Linked DNA regions of Lactuca sativa: region 2 is linked to region 1. Evidence: chromatin contacts called from public Hi-C data. All regions are on one chromosome and are shown on one strand. The core of a region is the stretch at or near the end of the contact, and the rest is flanking DNA. Distances in the headings are between cores, read along the strand shown. Region 1 holds the start of LOC111876261 (probable pectinesterase/pectinesterase inhibitor 61). Region 2 holds the start of LOC111876265.

What was found. Hi-C and Micro-C count contacts between places; a contact is called where the count stands out from the background.
Region 2: a contact with region 1 is called in a Hi-C map of leaf, with 3 times the contacts expected there. The contact joins the promoter of LOC111876265 here to the promoter of LOC111876261 in region 1. A contact is called at or near these places in 2 of 4 Hi-C or Micro-C datasets (leaf and seed).

The regions. Positions count from the first base shown.
Region 1 is chr8:7,002,866-7,008,914 of Lsat_Salinas_v11, reverse strand. It overlaps LOC111876261 (probable pectinesterase/pectinesterase inhibitor 61), which reads left to right and starts at 3,001. Exons shown (of 3, transcript XM_023872805.3): 1 at 3,001-4,162; 2 at 4,579-4,715; 3 at 4,860-5,767. The coding sequence starts at 3,045. The coding sequence ends at 5,557.
Region 2 is chr8:7,176,994-7,182,807 of Lsat_Salinas_v11, reverse strand. LOC111876265 reads right to left here and starts at 1,310. Exons shown (of 42, transcript XM_023872820.3): 1 at 1,129-1,310; 2 at 709-782; 3 at 447-546; 4 at 138-215; 5 at 1-21. The coding sequence starts at 543.

The sequences.
Region 1 (6,049 bases), core at 1,752-4,251:
ATGTGAGTATACATTGGCAGCTATAGACTTAGTGCCTATGGGACGAACACCGGTAGCTATGGACTTAGTACCTGTTAGACGTTGGTAGTTATGGATTTAGTACCTGTTAGGAATTGGTAGCTATGAACTTAGTACCTATTAGTTAGACGCTGGTAGCTATGGATTTAGTACCTATTAGGAATTGGTAGCTATGGACTTAGTACCCATTGAACACTGGTAGCTATGGATTTAGTATCCGATGAGTAGGATATAGCAGCTATGGAATTAGTGCTTTACGAACAAACATCGGCAGCTATGGATTTAGTGCCAGACCTATAACCCTGGAAGTAAGGAACTTCGGAATAAACAAAGGCAGGATAGATGACTCTTAGGATAAATCCTTAAGAGTAAAAGAAGATAATGAGGATGGGTAATTGGGTTGATTGTTTGATTGTTTAAACATAATAATTATATTATTGTGGGTTGAAAACCCTATGTACTCACCAGGTTTCCCAACCTGACCCACTCAATTTATTTATATCACAGGTGACGATATGAAGTGACATTACATTGAGAGATTTAAAGAGATGTAGATCACTAGTGTAAATAATTGTAAGTTCTGTTTATGCTTATGTTTCTGTATTAACGATGACATCACAAACGTTTTAAAATGAAATAAATACGTTTCTTCGAAAATGTTTTAATAACGTATTTATCATGTTTTTCTGGGAACAAATTCTGCAACATTTTTATGAAAAGAAGTACTCTGATTTTTATAAAGCATAAACAAAATCGGTCGTTTCTGGCCGTGAATACCAGGATGTCGATTTAACATCCCAAATACCAGGATGTCGATTTAACAGATCTACAAATCACTACCGCATGCTAACATCCCAAATACCAGGATGTCGATTTAACAGATCTCTACAACATAACAATATCCTATATACCAAGATATAGATCTAACATATCATCACAACATAACAACAAACGTTAAACCGGGATATCAATCCAAAGGGCCGACCTTGTTGCCTTTGACCCCTAAGTATAGTGAGGAAGACTCACATATCAATCTGAACAATAGCTGATGAGGTCCCGACTCCGAATCTCTGCTCTGACCGAAGCCTATCCATCCAATTGACCAATTCTCAAACACAATCCAAAATACCCAAAATACCCTCAAGTTAAACTTGGTCACCCTTAGTTTAGGTCAAACTGGTCAAATCAATAAGTCAACTGAGTCAACCCGACCGAGTCAACTCAGGGTGCGTATGCGGGGGATACTCGAGCATTGACCACAAACAGGAGAGTTGACCTCGTACGTGCTGTGTACTCAAGTTACGCAGGGCGTATGCCCAGACTTCCCAAACTTCATTAAGAGTTTAATGCCTTAATCTCTTACGTCCAACTTTCAGATCCAATGCTAAATCATCCTCAAGAGTCATAAAGTTTCCAACTTTATGACTTTGCATGTCCATTAAGTGCCCAATACTCCAAAGTACAACATCTTAATGCATTAAGACCCTCTAAAGAATGTATGGAGCAAAACTAACCAACAAAACTACATTTTTATGACTCAAGACCCTCCCTAAGGTCTGAAAGGGCGACTTATCGGGTCAAGACTATGCCATGCTCAAGAATCACCACTCTAGGGCCAAAAAGTGTCTTAAAAGAGCAAAAGTCTAGATCTATAGGATGGAGTGATCAAGATGCTAACTTTTTACATTCTAGAGGTTGCTATCAAGGAAGAAATCACAGATCAAAGGTGCTTCCCAATTCAAAGCTCTTCACACCACACTCTTTACCTTCAAGAACACTTCTAAACACTCAAATTGGCTTCAAAAAGGCACTCTTTCACTTAGGGTTTGCTTGTGGTCGATCTCACAGAAGGAGGCTGAAGAAGGAAGGGGGCATGAGGTTATAATGACATTTATATTAGGGCCGAAACCTAAAAAATTAGGGTTTGGACATCATGTGCATACGCCCTGCGTACGAGGTGTACGCCCAGCGTACTAAGGTCCACCCTGGTACGCTCAGCGTACGCTTCGTACGCCCAACGTACTAACCCAAAGTCCAAATTACTATAATGCCACTAAGGGCCAATTTTCCAATTCCAATGGCTAAAATATAACATTATTCAAACATAGGGTCAAGATTGAAATTACTTTGACATCGGGATGTTACAAGTTTTTTTTTCTCATTTTCAACACCTAACATCTCTAAACATCTTAGAGTCAAGTTCAAAGGATGATAATAATTAAGATTTATTCAAAGAATTTCACACTCTAATCCCAAATTACCATTTGAAGTAAATGAGATTGGTCATTTTCAAGTTAAACACGCGAATGCAAGTCAAATAGGGAGGTGTTCATACCTTCGAGAATTAATTTCTAGGCATGGATTCTTCTCCAATGCATAAATATGTGTTTTCATTTAAAACCCCCATTTGGTTTAATTATTCTTTCAAGAACACACATTCTACTCCTTCCCTTGATCGACTAACTCAAAACACTAAGAGGGCTTCCATATCTACTTTCCCCTTTCACAAATTTAGCTACCAAACTTGTTAGATTTAAAGTATTACCCTAATGACCAACAGTCGGTTTCCTTACTTCCTAGAGAGAAACTGGGTGTTAAAAAATATTATCAATATTTCACTTTCATTAAATTAAGGTATTAAGCCCAATATAGCTATGTTTCCTTAGTTACTCACATAGGATTTGGTTAACCACTTATTCTTTCAATATTACGATAAATATTTGTTCTCATAATTCTCACCGATTTTTAAGTAATCATCCAATCTATATATTAACACTGTATGAAAGAGGAGTAGAGAGAGAATTTAAACGAGATAGATAGCCTGTGACTTCTCCCGATTGGTGGCAACACGTTGTTCGGATCCATTTCACAAACGATACCACTAAAAAGTCGACTAAAAAGTGTCGACTCATCCCACCCTAAAATCATATCATAAAATTTTATAAATCAAAACAAACTAAATTTCTCGTGGTCCAAGTAAACAGTCATCACTAAATAGTGTCGACTATGCCCACCCTTTTGTATGTATGTATGTATATATTTATATTCATTCTTTCTCCGATTTGACCCTCTCGATCATCATCCCCAAATTAATCCTCTCTCTTCTGCAACCAATCGTTCAGAATCTAAGAATAATCATGAATTACGGTAGGCTTGAAGCAAAATCACAATCCGATGCTGAATTGACGCAGGATCATTACGCCACTAGTTCATCAGAACCACTTGAACCAACCCCCAAAAGAAGGTCCAGGCTAAAGCTCCTTCTTCTCATAGTCGGATTCACACTCATTATCGCGTCGGCGGTATCTGTGACACTAGTGGTGGTCCTCCGAAGTAAAGACTCCGGTGGTGGATCCGGCTCAATGACCCACCGGCAGCCGACGAAAGCCATATCACGAGTCTGTAGCCGTACACTTTACCAGAACCTGTGCGTCAATTCGCTTGTCGATTTCCCGGGTTCACTCATCGCATCGGATAAGGAACTGGTTCACATTTCAGTCAACATGACGCTTCATCATGTCGGGAAGGCGTTGTATACGTCTACCGATCTCAGCAACCTGGAAATGGACGGACGTGCACGGTCGGCATACAACGATTGCCTCGAGCTTCTGGAGGATTCCGTTGACCAGCTCACACGCTCGCTAACTTCCGTCGCCCCTTCCGGTGACGGTGACCCGCAGCGCCTAGGATCACCTGAAGACGTGATGACGTGGCTCAGCGCGTCGCTCACGAATCAAGACACGTGTACGGACGGTTTGTCGGAGACGGAGGAAGGAGAAGTGAGGAATCAGATGCGAGAGAAGCTTAAGGACTTATCGGAGCTCGTGAGCAATAGCTTGGCGATATACTCATCATCTGATGACGACGAGGACGAGGATGCAGATGGAATTCCGATACAGAACCGGCGGAGGAGGAGGTTAATGTCATCAGCAGAAGAAACCAGTAAATTATCACCGCTACCGGAATTTCCAGTGTGGGTGAGGAAGAAAGAGAGAAGATTGATACAGACGCCGGCGTCCCTAATTCAAGCCGACATAGTTGTGTCCCAAGACGGCAATGGCACGTGCAAGACGATCAAGGAGGCGATCAAAAAAGCACCTGAGAATAGTAATCGCCGATTCATCATCTACGTGAAGGCTGGAAGGTAAAAAACACACGCACTTTCTTTTCTTTTCAATGTCACTTTTCAAAAGGGCATTTTAGTTTGGTCCAGTTACAGTAATACCACTGTCAGTTTTCTCGTAGTCAACGGTAAAAATCTCGTACGTTTTTAAATATTAAATAATACTATAAAAGAGAGACAAGTAATTAATATATAGAAGTGGATGATTGGATATTTGGCATGTAGTTATATTATTATTATTTTAATTTTATTTTTTCAAATAATATTCACATATACAACTTAATAAATAATAAATAGGATTTGACGCATGGTATATAAAAACAATTAAGTTTGGTGCGGGCTAATTATAACGTAAGCAATGATTCCGACATTGAAGTCGTAATGCAAATTATTACTATTATTTTCATAACCTTTTTTGTTTGTTTGTTATTTTGAAGGTACGAAGAGAAAGAATTAAAGGTAGGAAGGAAGAAAACGAATTTGATGTTCATAGGCGATGGTATGGGCAAAACGGTCATTACAGGAGGAGTGAGCGTTGCTGATAACGTGACCACATTCCACACTGCTTCTTTTGGTAAATATAAAACCCGATAGCCCATGTCCTGAATTGTCATTTTCAACTTTTGCTTCCTTTCCATGTGCGTTGTTCCATCATTTCACTAATCATTTGTACCCCATGCATGTAAAGTTGTACATTAAATAAACATTTGACTTGCAGCTGCCACCGGAGCAGGGTTCATGGCACGTGACATTACGTTCGAGAACTACGCCGGTGCCGCAAAACACCAAGCTGTAGCACTCCGAGTGGGTGCAGATAAGTCGGTGATTTACCGATGCAACATAATTGGATACCAAGACTCGTTATACGTACACTCACAACGACAATTCTATCGTGAATGTGACATTTATGGAACGGTGGATTTCATTTTCGGCAACGCCGCCGTCGTCATCCAAAACTGCAATATCATTGCCCGGAAGCCGATGGATCAACAGAAGGTGACAATCACGGCCCAAAACCGGAAAGACCCAAATCAAAACACCGGGATCTCGATCCACTCATGTAAGCTTTTAGCCCAACCGGATCTTTTGGCGTCAAAGGGAAGTATCCAAACGTTCCTTGGTCGGCCATGGAAGATGTATGCCCGGACAGTGTACTTGTTAAGCTACATGGGTGATCATATTGACCCGAAAGGTTGGCTGGAATGGGACGGGTCGTTTGCACTGGATACATTATACTACGGGGAATATATGAATTACGGGCCGGGTGGGGCTATCGGGCAACGGGTCAAATGGCCGGGTTATCGGGTGATTACATCGGCTATTGAGGCAAACCGGTTCACTGTCGGGAAGTTTATATATGGATCGTCATGGCTACCGGCCACCGGAGTTGCTTTCTTGGCAGGTTTATCGGAGTAATTAATTGATGTGTATTAGTTCGATTTATATTTATATTATACTATGATTTAATTATACAGGGCATAATTATAGTGATGACTTATGAGATCTGCTAATTCTTTTGAAAATTAGAATAACCCAGAAGTCTCACATACGGTATAAAATGTAAAAGGGTAAATTTGGTTGGTTGCGTGTGGGGTGTGTGATAATGAAATTTGTACCATTTATGAATTGCTATTGTCGGTGGCTTTATTTTCTATACTGATTGTGATTTCGTAAAGGCTCTTTGTAGTTATGTCTATCATGCAGATGTTCATGATTAGCTAACAAAGGTTTTCTTTTTGAAATTTGTACCTATAAAGTTGTTAGAAGATAAAGGAAAAAATATCTAGAAGAGTAAAGTTAATTTTAGTCGTATTTTTATAAGATGATACAATATCTAGAAGAGTAAAGTTTTATGCGTATGTTTATAAGATGATGTATAAGGTTTCAAATAATATGAAATGTTTAACA
Region 2 (5,814 bases), core at 61-2,560, 180 kb before region 1:
TGCTTAGCCTCCCAACCCGACCTATCAAGCACTCACAAATGTTAAATCATCACAGCCATAGCTCAAACATGAAAAACCACATCCCAGAAATAACAAAGTAAAATAAGTATTGCAAGTTTAAGGTTGATATCGATCACCTTGCTTTAGAGCAAATGGAAGTTCTAGATAATCAAAAGCTTCTAGAATTAACTCCACATTTTCTAAGAACACTTCCTCTGCATTAAAGGGAGCGTAAAAAGTCAATAGTATAAGAAATTCATTGCATATGGTCAACCATTAATGTGGTAACAATGGTATGAGTATTCTGCTTATGTTGTTATACCCTTCAAACTACATAAATGTAGATGAATAAAAAGTAAATATATTGTGCTGATAATAGTGAAAGTAGCAAGCCATTAATAACAAACTAAGTCAAAAAAAGGTCATGATAGAAACTGGTGACTTACCATTCCACAGTGTGATCTTGAGTTGTTCTCTGTGTATATCTTTAATATATTGGCCAAGATAACCTAATATCAGCTGCCTTACTAAACCTTCAAACATTTCCTATACCAATTATCAATTCAGAACATAAATAGTCTATAAAACTTCAATGTTAGTACAGTTAAACCATTATGATTGGCAAATTGAATTGGTAGTTAAACCATTATGATGATAACTGCGTCAATAAAAATACAAAAATGCATCAACATCACAGTAATGTATTACCTAAGTCAGCAACCTCCGTGCCAAATTAGCATGGGGCTACTATATGATCAAATGACTGACATTCATGAGTTAACCTAAGCAAAAAAAAATCAAAATCAGAAACAAAAAGAAGATGCTTAAGTATATAACTACCAAAAACCCTAACTGATAAATTACAGATAGAAAATCGGGCTACAGAAAACAGTATCAACACATGACATGCAACAAAGAACTGTGTTTGCATCCGTGGTCAATACAGGTAAGAAGGCTATGTTAGAGGAAACGGCGGTGGTTGAACCATAAGAAGATGCGATTTAAGATGAAGAATTAACATATAGGAAGAGGAAAAGAAGACGGAGAGAGAGGTGGTGATGTGTCTAAGTAGTGGATGCCGGAAGAAGGGCGGGACGGCGAAGGAAGAGAGAAGAGAGAGAAGATTACCGATTTAGGAGTCTGCCTTCGAGAAGACGATGAAGAATTGGAGGGTTTCTTTTTCAAATTCTTCGAACACAGGAATGTGAAACGACGCACGAGCAATGAGCTTGTGATTATAGACGTGAACAAGAAGCATCAGAATTGCCGATGCCAAAACAGTTTAAAAAAAGGGGTTTAAAAGGGGGCGAATTGCGGTGGTACTTGTGTCTCTTTCTCTCTATTTCTGATTTATGATCAGATTTAAGTTAAAGATATTTATTAAACTAATCGTGTTTAACAAAAATAATCCAAAAAACCTATGATTTAAAAAAATATTACCAACAAATAATACATATGGTAGGCTATATAAGGGAAAATGACTCTGGAGAGTAACTAACTATTGTGTTTGTTTTCATTTGATCCTTTTTTTTGTATTCAATATATCATCGAACTTGTAGTTTGTGTTCACCATAACCTTTTGATCGAGTATCTGACTTGTGATACTCGATCAAAAGGTTATGGTGAACACAAACTACAAGTTCGATGGTATATTGAATACAAAAAAAAAATGACCAAATGAGAACAAACGCAACAGTTGGTTACCCTCTTGAATCATTTTCCTCAAAAAGTTAAATGAAATTAAAGTTGCAAAATTATCAAATATTGCAACCTTCTTTGGCCATAACGTATATGAAAAGCGTTTCGGATGGGTAACTTCGTTAAAACATTGTCTATGTTATACTTATTGTGATTAGCTGTCAACACCTCTCTACAAAAGGATATGATTGTATATGAGAGGTATATTTATCAGCATAAACGTTTACCTCAATGTATATTATGGTGATGTGTCTGTAAAAGCTGCATGATATTGTACATATTGATGTTGTATCTTATCCCATGAATTCGATCTTAAAGCTAAGTAAACTAAAAAATCAAAACACTTGTGATTCCACTCGTTTGTAGACTTGTCTAGAGTCCATTATATGATAAATCATTTGATTAGAAATGTAAATGTAGTCATGAAATGCAGCTGCTTAGTCAAGATTCCCCTAATAAATATTCAAGTGCATTACAAAGTTGTACATGTATGAATAATGTTCTTTCGTGGATTATGTTTTGAAGAGAAGCAAAAATGAAGTTCATAAAGTCATTAATATCAGCAAGAGATGATGTGAAATTTGTTGTAAATGAGTAAAGGGAAAATGAATCAGGAGGGTAACCAACTGTTGCATTTATTCTCATTTGGTCCCTTTTTTGTACTCAATATACCATCGAACTTGTTGTTTGTGTTCACCATAACCCTTTGACCGGCAATCACGGGTCAAAAGTCGGTCAAAAGGGTTATGGTGAACACAAATAACAAGTTTGATGGTATATTGAGTACAAAAAAAAAAAATGAAAGGGACCAAATGAGAACAAACGCAACAGTTAGTTACCCTTAAGAGTCATTTTCCCGGCTATATAATAATAATTTATCGACAAATTTCTTAAAAAATATTACCATATGTATCACTTGTTAAATTTATTATTATATAGTATATAATAAGTGATACATATGGTAATATGGAATCGTGTTTAACAAAAATAATCCAAAAAAATTATGCTTAAAAAATATTACCAACAAGTGATACATATGGTAGGCTATATTTTCGGCTATGGTTATCATTTTTCTACTAGTAATTTGATGGGTTTTGGTCCTAAGAACATCCTATGTGCTCATACAAACCCTAATGTTTGGATCTAGGTTTCTCTATTGTACATGCAAGTTATCCAAGACTATAAACCCTAATTCTAGCATACAAGTAATCATATTAACATAAGAATAGGTTTAAGATGTTACCTTGATTGTTATGTAGTAATAACAATCCCAAATCTCCTTGTATTGACTTTAGAAAGCCTAGAGCCACAAATGTCACTCCTCTAATGGTTCACAAACACCAAGAGCAAGAGGATGAAGAGGAGAGAGGATGGAGGCTGCCCAAAAACATGTGAAACCCTATAAGAAGTCTTAGCCACGTTTTTGGGTCATAAGGGTCTTATATATAGTGAGGCTATTAGGGTTATCTAACAAGGAAACCCTAATTTGGATGCTTAAGCCCTAAGCAACCCATAGACTCCTTTAATTAGGGCCTTGGACGATTTCCTTATGGGTTTCCCCATAGAATTCGTCCACTCCTTAATATAAGGCAATCCATGGCCCAAATTGCAATTATCTTATAATTACAATTCCAGTCCCTTAAGTTTAATTAATCTCTTTTAGTCACAAAACTAATTATCAATTAATTATTGACTAATATTAATTAAACAATATGATTTCTCCTTTAATATATTATTCCCATAATATATTAATAAATCATATTTAATCATTTCTCTCCATAATTCATCCTATCAAGTTGCTTTGGTGAAGGCAACCCAAAAGGACCATGCACCATCGGGTCAAGTACATACCAAAATAGTTATGGACTTAGACACTAATCCAACATAATTATCATTGTTTACTGTATTAACATTACAGTTTTACAGACTATTTATGTGTCTAAGTTGATAATTGGTATAGGAAATGTTTGAAGGTTTAATAAGGCGGCTTAGAAACTTATTGTACTAACATTGAAGGTTTAGTTGTAATAAAGACAAAGAGCATAAACAGAGTGATCATCGAGTATAGTTTTTGTAATTCGGAGGTAGGAGATGGAAGAAAAAGAACATATTCGAAACTTACCTGAGAGGCTAAGATGGTTCGGCGACAAGGATGTGAATCTGTGATGCAGCGACGATTAAGAATTCAGAGGTAGGAGACGAATAAACTGAACTGGTCTTTCAACAAAATCTTCCCAAAATGTTGTGTGCGTAGATCGACTTAGATTATGTGTGTAGGCCGTTGTGAATGTCGTTATCGTGGTGAATGGGAGGGGTGAACTGCTAGTCTGCTATTGCTGATTGCTGAAGTTGTGGCTCAACCCGTGAAGGAGAGAGTCGGATCACTGATGGGGTACGAGCATTAGGTCTAGGTTGTTGGCTTACGCCTGATGGAAATGGAAATATGGAATACAAAATATTAATACACTAAATTAGGTTTGAATCATCCATAAACCCTATAATAGACTTGTGCATCGGTTTTTAGCGGTCCAAATATTAACGAGCCCAAATTAATATACATATTTAAAGGACATCGCGTTTAGGAATAGTGACTGTTCCATTCACCTTCGGCCATCTGTTGTCCTCCGCTGCTCGGCACCTATTGTCCACCGTTGGGTCTTCCAATCAGAAGAGGACAGATTTTAATCATTGTTAATCGTTTGCCTTCGTCTTATCACCGTTTAATATATTTTCAATTGTTGTCTATCAAATTCGTATTTTCTTAAAAACTTGAAAGAGAACCAATTCTCAATTTGACGTCGTGTTCGCTCCCATCTATTTTTGTATACGAGTAGGGCTTTACGCCTTTTTTTTCAAATCTCGCATTTATGTTTTTCGTTGTTACAGTTATCGTTTTGTGTTTTTGTGATGTATAGGTCATCGGAGATAATGAAGTGCAAAGTCTTGCGGTGAGTTCCATTATGTTCACTCCCACTACTACCACAACCTATGGACTTATATGGGGAAAAATATCGACATTGCCGCCAGTGGATAAGAAGACCGGGAAAAACCATGGCTCTGTCAATTGATACCTCTCACCGCTCCCCCTTTTTCTTTGAAACTTTGGCTTCCACTTCTCCTGTCACCTTCGCCGTCATCATCTACCAACTGTAGAAATCGGGTCTCAACCAACGAAAGCCCTAAACTCTGATAGATTTGTAAGGAGCGATGATTGTACATGCTCAAGCGATAAATTTGTTTTTTTAGGTAATTCTCACCACGAAACACTATGCTTAGGTCAATTCCTTTTTCAGTTAGGAGTTACTTCCACTATTGTTGAATGAAAGGAATTATTTTTCCAAATTTTTGTCTTCTTCATTCATCTCTGGCATCCTCAAATCTAAAGACAATGCATGTCACCAGTATCAAAATACGAATGAGATCCATGTGAGTATATGGACCGGATGACTTTTTTTATTTCATAAAGATTGAAATTTTTTGAATCTTAATTTTCCTGCATTTATGTTGTTATTTGTACATATAGGCACCTTTTATATGAACCATTATTCCAAATTGATTGATTACAACATCAACTGCTTTAAAAGAAGGGAGGCCTAAAAGGATGTTGTTTTGGGGTTAAGATTCAGTTTTCAGATGTTGATGTTATTTTCCTTAATTCTTTTTGCTCATTCCGTTGGTTTTGGTCCAGGTAATGCAATCTGAAAATGTTTAGTATTGTAGTGGCTCTTTCAAGTTATGAGTTTCAGATGGATTTTTGCATGAAGTTATGGGCTAATTGTTTGTAGGCCAAATTGAACATTTTTTTTCTTCAAAAAATTAGGACATTTGTTGATAATCAAACAACTTTATTGTGGTGGATATATTGGTTGCGTGAACGAGCTTACTGAAAAAGCTTTAATATGTGATGATCTAAAGCTTTTTGCTTTTATTGTATATCGGTGAAAGTTATTTGTATATCTTGAATGCTTCTAAACTCACTTTTTTCTCTATAGGAAACAGTACATTGTAATGTGTGTTTGTATTTGCTCTTTGTGCATTACTTCATTACCTTTTTGACTTTGTTGTTTTGTTGTGTTTCATACTTGGCATTAACAAAATGTTTTTCTGTTCTAGACT